2 separate regions of the Mus musculus genome follow, and region 2 is linked to region 1. Evidence: chromatin contacts called from public Micro-C data. All regions are on one chromosome and are shown on one strand. The core of a region is the stretch at or near the end of the contact, and the rest is flanking DNA. Distances in the headings are between cores, read along the strand shown.

Region 1 (5,599 bases), core at 839-3,338:
AAGGGGAAGTCATGCTCAGAGATTCTGGTAGCGCATAAATGAAAGCCACGGCGCTGACTTATTGACATTCTGCAGCTATGCCGATCCCACCCTAGGCGTCCCCTCATCAAAAGGCTGTACTTGTAGAGCCAGCACTGACTTATTAATAAAGATCAGGCCTTTATTTGATTATTTATCTAATCAAGATTCATCTTCAGTCTAAGCTCATTAAGCCTGCTGCTAATGGAGTGTGCTTGAGGTGAAATTAACACTCGGTGACAAAGAGACTGAGTCCAGGCTTCAGGGACCAGGACAGAAACAGAGCACAGAGTGAGCTGGGGTGGCCCAGGGGTCGGGCAGAGCATGCGAAGTGTCTGTTCACCAATGAGAACGGGCACATTTCACAAGGTTAGTTTCGACTGTAGTAATTAAATACACTCAGTAGCAGCGCAAAGGTGACAAGAACTCTCATTATCTCAGACAGTCAAGACTTATAAGCACTCTGCTTGTGTCACACTGGGGCAACCTCTCTGAGAGGATTTAAGGTGGAACTCTGACTTAGAATCAAGGTGCTGGCACTTTACCTGCCTCAGCCTGACTCCTACTGACTTCAGTCTAGACTTTTTGCTTCACTCCCTGATCTAACTAGTTGCAACATACACCAGCCCTAAAGCATCTTACCTCTCAGAGAAGGGACTCGCCATCTTCTTACCTTGCAGGTCTCTGCTGCCACACACAAACCCTCTTCTACATGACTTCTTGGCTAGTTCCATTTTCCCTAAGGTGAAGAAGTATCCCACTACCACAGAGTCACATTGAGAGTGGTCCTGGCCATGAACACGAGAACTGTGCTAAGGCCGATGTGACCCTTTCTCCAAAACACAGCAGTGTAGATTCGGCTTCAAAGTAGCCTAAATTACTTCTCAGAGCAGATAGGAGAGAAGGCAGCCAAGCACATCCTGCGTAGATATCTTAATCTCTGGGTTCATGCTGAAAGAATTGGTCAAGTAACGTCAGTAAAGAGGTGGGGGGACCCCTCCAGTCTTTTTTCACCTTCAAAACCTGGCTTAAGACCCACTCATAGTAAATCATGCGGCTCCCATTGCACCCCTAAATTCATTGAGTAGTGTATGGCAGGCTCAACCAAAACCATGTGACCTTTGCCCTTCATGAGTTTACAGGACCAAGAACTGGACAGACAGGGAAGAGTGTCAGGGAGAGCGTGGGGAAGGGACATTTCATACTCATTCATTCATTCCAGACACATGATGTGGGAGGATCTGTGGGAGGAGCTGAAGGCAGGATCAGAGAAGAAGATGACGGAGCAGGTGATAATGAAGGTCTGCCTGATGAATTCAGTGAAGGACAGAGTCTAAGTAGCAGTGAGAAAGAGAGGCAAGGAGACCATGTGAAAAACTTCTCAGCAAATGGAATCTATAATGAAGGCCTTAAGTGTGTCTTAGTTTTCTCTATGTGACTGGTGTTTCTGATCACAGTGGATTGGAAAATCTTATGCAATTGGACTTCAAAGTCCTAACTCTGTACATATTTTATCTGCTCCTTATTTCCATTTGAAGTAGCCCTTAAGATGCCTGCCTGCCTGCCTGCCTGCCTTTCTATTTATTTACATATATGGCCCCTTTCACTCTGTTAACTTCTTGTTTGGAGACAGTGTTTCGTGATGTGGCCCTGGCTGACCTGGCACTTGCTATGTCAACTAGGCTAACCTTGAACTCACAGAGATCTTGCCTGCCTCTACCTCCCCAGTGCTGGGATTAAAGTCATGTGCCACCGTGTTCTGCCTTCACTTCATTAATTTCTCAAGAGCAGGAGCAATAGCCTTGTCAATCTTTCCAAACTCCTTGTCACTTGCCATTATCTTGCCATCAACGAGGAGTTAGTGAGCATCTGCTGAATAAAGCATGGTGTCCAGTAAGGAAGGGGCCCACACATCTCACTTCCCAGTCTTTCTGGTCTCCCTCTAATCCCAAACCTGAAATTTACCAAAGAGCCCTTCTTTTCACATGGAAAAGTATGCATGCAGTGAAGAAGCCAGCCTGCCATGATGAGTCACGGAAGAGAGAGTCCTTGACAGCTGCATGAGTGAACTCATTGCTCACAATGAGGCAGGTGTCTGAGTCATTCAACCAATATCCTTACTGGGAAGGGAATGCTCATTGTGTGAACCAACTTTGCAGGGTCTGCGAGGAATAAATCTTGCCTAAGCAGTAACAGGAAATGTGGCATTACAGTGACATTAAACTTGTCTTTGAAATAGGCAGCAAAAACAAGTCAAGGCCAGAAGCCGGTACTGCCCACAGCCCTAGAAGAGGAGAAGGGTGTCCATTGTGAGACTTCTGCTCCCAAACACCCCATTTCTGTGCTTCACTCTCTTAGGTGGAATTGGCTGTGTGGGCCGAGACAAGGGACAAGTTCGGAAATGCCTTGATGTGGTGGAGATCTACAACCCCGATGGGGACTTCTGGAGGGAAGGCCCGCCTATGCCGAGTCCCCTCCTCTCACTGCGAACCAATTCCACCAGTGCTGGCGCCGTGGACGGGAAGCTCTATGTCTGCGGTGGATTTCATGGAGCAGGTACTGGCCTAGCTGTAAATCTGTCATGGCCCTCTTGGCAGTGACTTTTACCTCCATTACCTGATAGGATGGTCAGTTTCCAGAGCAGTGAGGCACTGGCAAAAGTCTGGCTTTCGGAGCCCAGTGGCCTGGAGCAGTTCCCTACATTCTCTGGGGCTTCACCTCTATGAGATGACAAGGATTCTGTGGGATGAAGTTTGTAACGCATCTAGCCCATGGCAGCCACTCAGCCCATAGTAGTTGAGTATGGGGAGAAAAAAAAAAATAGGAAAGAGGGCAAATTGCTTTAGTAGGACTAAAAGAAGCATTTCTGAACAGGAGGGACGTGGGAGCAGAGGAATGACGGGAAGTGTTGGGTGTTATGCTTTCAGCTAGCAAATGACCCTGACACTGTCCGCTAGCATCCAGGGAAGTAAATTGCTTGAAAGCATTTCTAAGATGATGCCTAGTGTGTGTGCTTATTACTGAATGCACACATCCAATACCATCATTGCATTCTGCAGCATGGTGCAGGGAGGCTTTTAAGCATGCATGAATCTAGAGGCCAATGTCTCATTGGCTACATCAGTAAATAAAGCAGATGGATACCTTCATAGTAGACTAACTAGCTGATTCTGACCTCACCAACTAAGTGTTAGGCCAATATATACCTGTGAGACACACGCCCCAGAGCACTTACAATTTTGCATTTTGAAAGAAGTCAGATTTGCCTTCATTTTGTAAGCATTCAGTTTTAGGTAACTAATTTAAAGAATGAGGCTTTCTTTCTTTCTTTTTCCTTCTTTCTTTCTTTCTTTCTTTCTTTCTTTTTCTTTCTTTCTTTCTTTCTTTTTCTTTCTTTCTTTCTTTCTTTCTTTTTTGGTTTTTTGGGGTTTTTTGGTTTTTTTGGGTTTTTTTGGTTTTCAAGACAGGGTATCTCTGCATAGCCCTGGCTGTCCTGGAACTCATTCTGTAGACCAGGCTGGCCTTGAACTCAAAAATCTGCCTGTCTCTGCCTCCCAAGTGCTAAGATTAAAGGCGTGTGCCACCACTGCCCAGCTTTCTTTGTGAATTAGAAGAGACTTAATGGGTTAGGGAGTTGGCTTTGTTGGTAAACTACTTGCCTTGCAAGTATGGGGGCCTGAGTTCAATCCTTCAGAACCCGGGTAAAAAGCCAGAGATGGATGCGGTCGTTATTAGAGCTGGGTAGTGCATGCTCGGGCTGTGCTGCCTTCTTGCTTCCCTTCTGTGTGCTGCAAGGTTCCCGTGATCAAAGGCTTCGCTTTTTCTCCATTTGTCCTTCAAAGAACTTTCCCAAAAGGTCTTTATATGTCTTATTGCATTTTATTTAAAGTGTTCAGTATGTGTGGGTTCAATGGCTTGAGTGTGGAAGTCCAAGGGCAACTTTGGGGAGCTGGTTGTCTATGTGGGTCCTGGGGACTGGCACTTGAGGGAAACATACAAAGCAGAGCCATCCAGAAGAGCAGGGACTGCGCCAGTAGAAGTCGAAGTCAGAGAGATGCAAGCAAATGCTGTGCTGAAGGAGCAGGGTGGATGGATGGGGGAGAGAGTTCCTGCGAATTAAGATTTAGGCCAGAAATTGAGTCTACACTGGAAATGTGAGCAAAGATGTTTGAGGAAACTTCCAAGAAAGCAAAGTAAAGAAATAATTGTAAAATCAGAGGCAGAGAAATGAAGTCCAGGACGCCCAGTCTTGGAGTAGCAGGACCCCTGACAAAAAGAACAGAGAAAGTGGACGGGGTGTGTCATCCACAGCGTGAATGAATAAGAATCCCAGAACTGAAGTCCCTAGTCAAAAGGAAGCTACCAAATGCCCTGGGAAGCAGATAAAAGAGGTCAAATCAAAGCACATCACTGTGACATTAGAGACAAACAGAAGATCCTAAAACATTCTGAGGAAAGGAGAGTTTTATCCAAAGTACCAAGAGTCAGAGTTCCGAACTGTGATGGTGGAAGCCGAGGGAAGCGGAGCAAGTGTATTCAGAAGCTCTGCAGAGAACCATTGTCAACCTGCGCAGTTTGACCTGCGGGGCTTAGTCAAGACTGAGGGCATTCTCCTGACACGCAGTGTGTCAGTGTCTCTTCTGTGTCCTTTCTTAAAAACCAAGATATGTTTCAGCAAAACTGAATATGTAAACCAAGAATAGTAGATCGCAGAAAAAGGATTAAACTCCTTTTAAGCTCCTGAGAGGATGAGGTAGACCCCAGAAAATCAGCTGCTGTGCACCAAGCTGAGGAGTAGCAGTACCGAATGGAGCTGGCCGTGGGCAAGAGGGCGGGATCCAACATGGGTGCTAGGAGCTGAAATCTGGTATCTCTGCAAGAGCAGCAAGTGTTCCTAACTGCTGAGCAATCTCCCCAGCCCCTAACTCACAATGCTTTTAAATGTTTTAGACATCGAGAGCGGGGCAGTGGAAGCTATAAAAACATAAAAAAACAACACGAGTTCCTCCTTCCATATCCAGTGTCGCTTATTAATCCCAAAAATCACAGGAAAAAGACCAGTTCCACAATGTTGAGCCAAATTTGAAGCAGCTTTAATTAAATACTGGCCAGGATGATGGACTCTGACCACCTCTAGATTCCCAGGAAATGGTCATGAGTCATGTTTCATGCAGAGGCCGAAAAAGGCAAAACCTCATGGCCACCGAATTTCCTATCAGGTCCAATCAGGGACAAGCATACATGTTGACATATTTCCTGCCTACATCCCTCCCATCCACAACCAAGCAAGCTCTTTGGGTGTAAACAAACTTGTTTAGGAGAGCAAAAACATGTGGCTTCCACTTCTGTATTTGCCAGGTATTGGCAAAGCCTCTCAAGCTCCTGAGAGCAAAATTTTGTTGGCATCCACAATAGTGTCTGGATTTGGTGGTGGTTTATGGGATGGATCCCCAGGTGGGGCAGTCTCTGGATAGTCCTTCCTTCAGTCTCTGCTCTGAACTTTGTCTCTGGAGCAGGGGTAGGGGGAAGGGGAATAGGGGATTTTCGGAGAGGAAACTAGGAAAAGGGATAACATTTGAAA
Region 2 (6,402 bases), core at 1,911-4,410, 200 kb before region 1:
CGAGAGCGAGGAGGGTGGGGGAGTCGTCTACGATTTTCTCTCTTGCTCTTTAAAAAAAAATATATATATATATATATACATACACACATATATATATACACACATATATACACATATATATATGAAAATCAAATATATATTAGAGCAAAACAATGAGAGAGCGCCAGTAGACTGTCATGTCAAGTCAATGACAAGCATTTGCTTTAGTACAAAAATGCTCTGGCCGTGAGGGTAACATCACTCTGGGAGGTTGGGGGAGGGGGTAGTCCTTGAGGCTCTCTCATATAACCTCCATTGTAACAAACCAGCCCTGATTGTGGTCCCAAGATGCTCAGTGTCTTGGGGAGCTCACCCTCAACCCTGATCGCAGGCAGCGTTTCAAAGACTCATCTGCACCGCACCTCCCATTCAGCCCCGATGCCCCCTTATGGGTGTGCCCTGAGCTCTCAGACTATGCGATGCACACAGCACTCTGCAGAGCTGGCGTGCCTCCTTCCAAATTGTGTGTCACGGGCATCAGTGATTGTCACTGGTACTCCGGGCTCCCCGCTGGCTGGGAGGAATAATTGAGGACACAGAAGCAGCTGGCTCTTCGCAGACATGCTTCCGCTCCAGAGGGCTGATGACCCTTGCCTCCGGGTGAGCCAGGAGCACCAGTCAGCGCCAACTGAGTGCCTTACAGACTCTGTGGCCCATCCTGCTTCCCCTATTAACGCAGAACTGTGGAATCCTCCCTCTACCTCCGGAGAAAGCGTGGCAAAGGATTCCTCTCCTTTTTTGGTAAAGAAAGTTTCTACTGAATAAACACACCCTTTGCTTCTCCCAATCTGCACAGACAAGCAGTTGCTAGAACGGGGCTAAGGGGCTCTGCGCTTCTCTACTGGGGACCAAGAAGCTCATCACCTCGGCAGATCACGGTGGCAGGCCTTGCCCTAGACACTTGGCCATGCCCGAAGGCCACAGCCAGCCTGGAATATGGGCTCTGGAAAAAGCAGAATGCAAGGCAGAGTCCCTGGCAGGAGTCACGTCTGCCCTGCCTGGTTTGCTCAGTGCTATGGAAGAGTTATCAGGAGAATGCGTCAGGCCCAACACAGGGATGGAACACCAAGTCGCCCCATCGGATACCAGACAGCTGAGTGTCAATAGACAACTGGCCCCTCTGGGGCACAGGGGATGTAACTGTCGTGGGAAACAGGTGCTGAGGACCTGGGTAGAGGACTATCTTTTCATCCTTGAGATGGGCACCAACTCTGTCCCCTAGCTGGGTTCAGGTGCCACCTTGGAGAGTCGGAACATCTGAGGAGCCTTGGCAGAAGATGGGGAGCTGGCACCACACCCCACCAGACTGCCTGTCATGAGCTATTCCTGGAATTCTCCTGTCACGTGGCGCAGGAACCTAGGGCCACTTGCTTGAGAGCTGTGTCCAAGCCACGGTTCTCAGAGGCAAGTCCTGCAGCGCCTCAGAGCAGCTTCCATTAGCCCTAAGCAAGGAGAAGCAGGGTGGAGATGGGAATCTGGCTTTGCCACACTATGGCTGTGTCTCCTTGGACACGTTTTTCTAATGTCTCTGAGCATGCTTCCCGAACAGGGATACTGCAGGAATGAACACTGGCTGATTTGTGGGCAATGTTACTTGTACCACATGATGGAATTTCCAGTCAGGGGACAGTTGCTTAAACACAGGCCTTCTCTGACCCCACTTTACCCTCCCAGGGATTTGGTTCACAAGTCTGACCTTTACCATATACAGAGAGCACATACCCCACCCTCCCACCCCTGTCAGCTCCAATAACTGTCATTAAACAGCTGGGTGCCTGGAAGGTCAGCCACCAGCAGGCCTTGGTCTCTGTTCCCAGCACGGTGGTGTGGCTAGAGCGGGAGGTGGCTCTGAGGCTGACTGACACCGAGACAGCATCTGGGTGTGGGAGGCACCCTGGAGGCTGGTGACTGACTGCCAGGCTATGCTGAGTCCACTGGGCAGCTGACTTCTCCCACAGGCTCTGTTTCCTAAGAGCATTCAACGGGGTGCTGGCCTGTGTTGAGGGTGAGGTTCTTGTAGGCACTGGGATGAAGGTCTCTCCAGGCTTCTGCTGTATCATCATCCTTTATGGTGCCAGAGCCCACATGGGAGCTGCAGAGCCCCTGAGGACAACAGCAGCTGCCTCTAAGTTGACTGCCTCAGGCCAGAGCTAGCAAGCTGCGTTCCCACAGGCACGTCTTAGCACGTCTGTGTTCACACTGAGAAGACAGAGAGGCAGCTCATGCCAATCTGTTCTTTCCATGGTTCCTGTATATCCTTCCCGATCACACCTTGGGCAGGGACCCCTGGGGTCAAGCTCTCTGAAGGCCTTGAGTGTATATAGCTCCTCTCCCATGCGTATAGCCTCTCTCTTGGGAGTCCAGTCAGGCACTAAGGGCTCTTGGCACTCCAGGATGTCACTCATGACGCTAGGGTCCTCTTACCACAGTAGGGGCAATAGATGTGGCCCTAAGAATGCAGTTGTACTCAGAGAGCTGATCCTGCCTCAATCTCCATCACCTGCCCCTCCCCCCCCATCAATTTGCAGAGCAGAAAGCAAGAGAACGTTATGAAGGCCTTCTGAGCATGTGTTACCACCGTGCTACAGGCAAGTTGGTGACATGAGCAACAGAGGCCTAGGAAGCACCCTGCCTGCCCAGATGCCAGTCTGTTCCACTTGAGGACCAGCTGGGTACCACCCTGCCCCCTCTTTCCAGCCTTCCACTCATTACGCTTTTCCTGAGTGTTGGCAGAGGCCCAACCATTTATTTTTAGTTGTTGACGGGCTGGTCCCTTCCTGGTCCCGTGCTGCAGTTTGAGCCCTGTGGTGGCAGAAAGACTCAGCTCACCAAACACCCTATCCCTTTATCCAGTATTCAGCAATGCACCCCACACAACTATGTGGGCTCCTCAAGGTGTGTTTAAACAGAGACAGCCCCATCATACTTCTTCAAAGTTCCTTTGAGGAGCTCAGGGCCCTCTAAAGCCACGTCCTGCTAAACCTTCACAGGCAGCGACCGCAAAGCTAGGAGCATAGCGCTCATGGCCAGGGCCCAACCTGTGGCTTCAGTTGTTAAGGACCTGAAGAGCATTCTCGTCCCTGAGGATGAGAAGGGGAGAGGCCTCCTGGTGGATCCACTCTGCAGAGGCAGCTGCACACAGAAGACAGCTCCCCCACACATACAGGAAGTAGGGACAGAGAGCCAGGCCCTTGCCTGGTAACAGGAGCAGTGGGACTTTTTCCCAGCTCTGGCCTCGGAAGCTGCCCCTCTCACCTCCCCAGCCTCCCTCCGCCTCCTCAGTAGTGCAAGAAGATCACATTCTGTCCCACTGCTTGGTGGCTGAGGGCAGACACATGCTCCACCTTCTGTGACTGCCTGTAGGAACACATTCAGGATTTAGACAGAAGCAGGACACAGTCCAGGTCCTTGTTACCTAACGAGGATGCAGGGGACTTAAATTTAGACTGTGCCTGTGCATGGTGGGGAGCCAGCTCTGCGGAACTGCAGTGGCACACGTGCGGACATACTCAGTGGATCTGCTGAGCCAGCTCAACAGCCAGGGGAGAGCGGAGTGCTCCAGGAGTGGGCCCCACAGGGGACAGTGCCTCCAGATATATGTCTTTCCTGTTTTTAATTCTATTTCAAAATAGGGTTTCACTCTGTAGACTAAAGCAGGGTAGCTCTGAGCTCAAGATCCTCTTGTTTTGGCCTCCTGTCTGATGGGGCAGGCACTCCTCTGGAGATCTGAGGGGGTGGCCTGAGTGACTCCATTTTGCCCAAGTGTTAGCTAATTCCATCTTACATTTTGCCCAGCTGCTCCCTAGTCCCTGCTAAGCACACATCCTGCTAAACAGGTCGTTCTCATACATCTGCACTTGAAGGTTCTGGAAGATCCACTGCATAAAATAAATTATTTTAGTCAACTGAACTGAAACTTTTGAAACTCCAGTCCCTGGCCTGCCTCTGGTGTGATGTAGTTGTGGTTTTGGCTTTAGAAACCCTACCCTCCCTTCCCTTCTCCAGAGTTGAGAGTTCTTTCTTGCATGAGCCTGCTCTCGGCCACTGGCAAATAAAGGACTCTCCTCTGTCGGACTTTTAGGTGACACTCTTGGGTCCTGCCTGGACACAACATCTGAAGGCCTGAATGAGATTTTTGCCACTGGGGCATGGGGGACGGGGGGGGGGGGGGGGGGGGGACGACGGGTTGCCCAGCCTCACTCTGAGTCTCTCTGGTTTGGTGAACTATTACAGAAGCGGTGATCCCTGAAACATCCCTGGTCCAGGTAACTCACACCAGGGCCAGAGAATCCCAGAATGAACACTGTTTGCCAACATCAAAACTGACCAAGTCCTCATGGGCCTCTCTGACATCTCTGTCTGGGCTAGTCTCTCGTTTGGAAGTGAACATGGACAGGGACCCTTCCCCAGCGCCTTCCTGTGGGAGTCAAGACACTGGGGAATCCTAGTTGGCAATTTTTGGTTAAATGCTTGTCTTATGTCTGTCTGTCTCTGTGGATGTCTAAGTGAGTGACTGTGCAGTCTAGTTTGTCTAGTCTCTCTGTGCTTTTGCATTTGTCATGGTTTTCTAGAGGAACAGAAATTATAGCATATTCTCTCTCTAGTAAATCCCATATATACATACGTGTACACACACACACACACACACACACACATTTTTTTAGAATGGCGTACAGGCTGTGGTCCCGCAATTCCAACAATGGCTGCTTATGAACAGAAGGCCCAAGAATCCAGTCCACAAGGCTGGATGTCTCAGTTGGTCTTCAATGCATACTGGAATCCTGAAGAAGTAAGCTCTAATGCTGCCGGGGAAGGAAGGGGTGTGCTAGCAAGAGTTAAGAGCAAGCAGGCAAACAGAGAGCAAGCTTCTTTCCTCTGTGTCTGTGGTGGCTCAGGGAGTGGCACTATTTGGAGGTGTGGCCTTATTGGAATAGGTGTGGCCTTGTTGGAGAAAGTGTGTCACTATGGGGTGGGGCTTTGAGACCCCTCCTCCTCGCTGCCTGGGAGACAATCTTCTCCTAGCAGCTTTTGGAACAAGAGGTAGATCTGTCAGCTCCTTCTCCAGCGCCATGTCTGCCTGGGTGTTACCATGTTTCCCGCCGTGATGATAATGGACTGAACTTATGAACCTGTAGGCCAGCCCCAATTAAATGTTTATAAGAGTTGCCTTGGTAATGATGTCTCTTCACAGCAGTAAAACTCTAAGATAGTGTCCTTTATATAGGCTGCCAGCAGAAGGTGTGGCCCAGATTAAAGATGAATCTTTCCACATCAAAGGATCTGGATTAAGGGTGTTGTCTTCCCACCTCTAAGATGTGGGTCTTCTCACTTCAAAGTGATTTAATTGAGAAAAAAGTACCTCATAGGTGTGCCCAGCCATTTGAGTTTTTGTTAATTCAAGATGTAATCCAGTTGACAACCAAGAATAGACATCAAGGGCCCTTTCCCTGATTTCCCTTGGGACCAGAAAACCAGCTTGCTCTCTGAGCTCACTTTGGCTTAAAGGCAACTGGAAGCTGACCCAGGGTCTCCCTTCTCCCTTTGGGAACAGTTCCTCTGCCCTTGTGGTCTCTGCTCTGTGAGCAGTGACAGCCTCTTTTTTGATGTGAGTCTGGTAAAATCCAAGCTCTGTTTCCCTTCTCACTGGGCTCCCCCTTTTCATTGTCCACTCCTCCTGTACCCCACTATATCACCCCAGCCCTCCTCCCCAGCACTGTGTGAGAGAGCCCCTAGGCTGCATGGCTTTGGCAGGAGACTGGAGAGAAAAGCTATGCTGGGTCCTTTCTCCTGGGTCTCTAAGCTAGTTTCCTTTGAGATAGGATGCTCTTTCTGATGCCAACACTGTTTCTTGGCAGCTCCCTTCTTCTCTCCCCAAGAGTAAAGATGAAAAGGTAGCCACACCCTCCCCTTGGATCTCAACCCCTTCCATCCCACTCACAGTCTTGCTAGAGCCCAAACCTAGTCAGCTCCTGACCCATTCTCCCATAGGGCTCCTCCAGCCAGTCGGGAGTGGTTGAGCTCCGTATGCCCCGTACAGTAAGGTCCCAGACAAGGCAGGACTGCCTGTGGTGCAGGGCACAATGGTGACTGTGGGAGGTGCTGTGGCAGGAGCTGCAGGGCGGGCAGCAGTCACTGAACAACCCTCTCCCCCTCCTTTCCTGTTGGGAGATGCCAGCCATCCTGGCAGCCTTGCCAGGTAGTGAGGATGGGGCTCCACCTCAGGGTTGCTGAGGTGTGTGGCCAGTTTTTCTATGTGAGAGAGTCCCTAGGCTGCATGGCTTTGGCAGGAGACTGTAGAGGAAAGCTATGCTGGGTCCTTTCTCCTGGGTCTCTAAGACGGCTTCCTTGGGGATAGGACACTCT

What was found. Hi-C and Micro-C count contacts between places; a contact is called where the count stands out from the background.
Region 2: a contact with region 1 is called in a Micro-C map of muscle stem cells, with 5 times the contacts expected there. The contact joins two enhancer-like sites. A contact is called at or near these places in 1 of 15 datasets of contacts at CTCF or cohesin (pro-B cells), 2 of 484 Hi-C or Micro-C datasets (the HL-1 cell line and muscle stem cells), 4 of 115 datasets of contacts at active chromatin or transcription factors (embryonic basal ganglia, embryonic stem cells, neural progenitor cells and 1 more) and 1 of 9 other capture datasets (adipose tissue).

What each region holds. Positions count from the first base shown.
Region 1 is chr6:88,583,755-88,589,353 of GRCm38.p6, reverse strand. Kbtbd12 (kelch repeat and BTB (POZ) domain containing 12) reads left to right here. Exons shown (of 6, transcript NM_001278671.2): 5 at 2,377-2,574. Among named protein-coding and RNA genes, the nearest start is that of Kbtbd12, 41 kb to the left of the region's middle. Within about 2 kb of position 2,088, at least 12 of the 459 cell types and tissues checked have an H3K27ac peak or open chromatin away from gene starts, as enhancers often do. A contact at or near this core is called in muscle stem cells, where this site is marked.
Region 2 is chr6:88,781,874-88,788,275 of GRCm38.p6, reverse strand. The region is part of intron 3 of Mgll (monoglyceride lipase); the gene reads right to left. Among named protein-coding and RNA genes, the nearest start is that of Gm26588, 42 kb to the right of the region's middle. Within about 2 kb of position 3,160, at least 69 of the 459 cell types and tissues checked have an H3K27ac peak or open chromatin away from gene starts, as enhancers often do. A contact at or near this core is called in muscle stem cells, where this site is marked.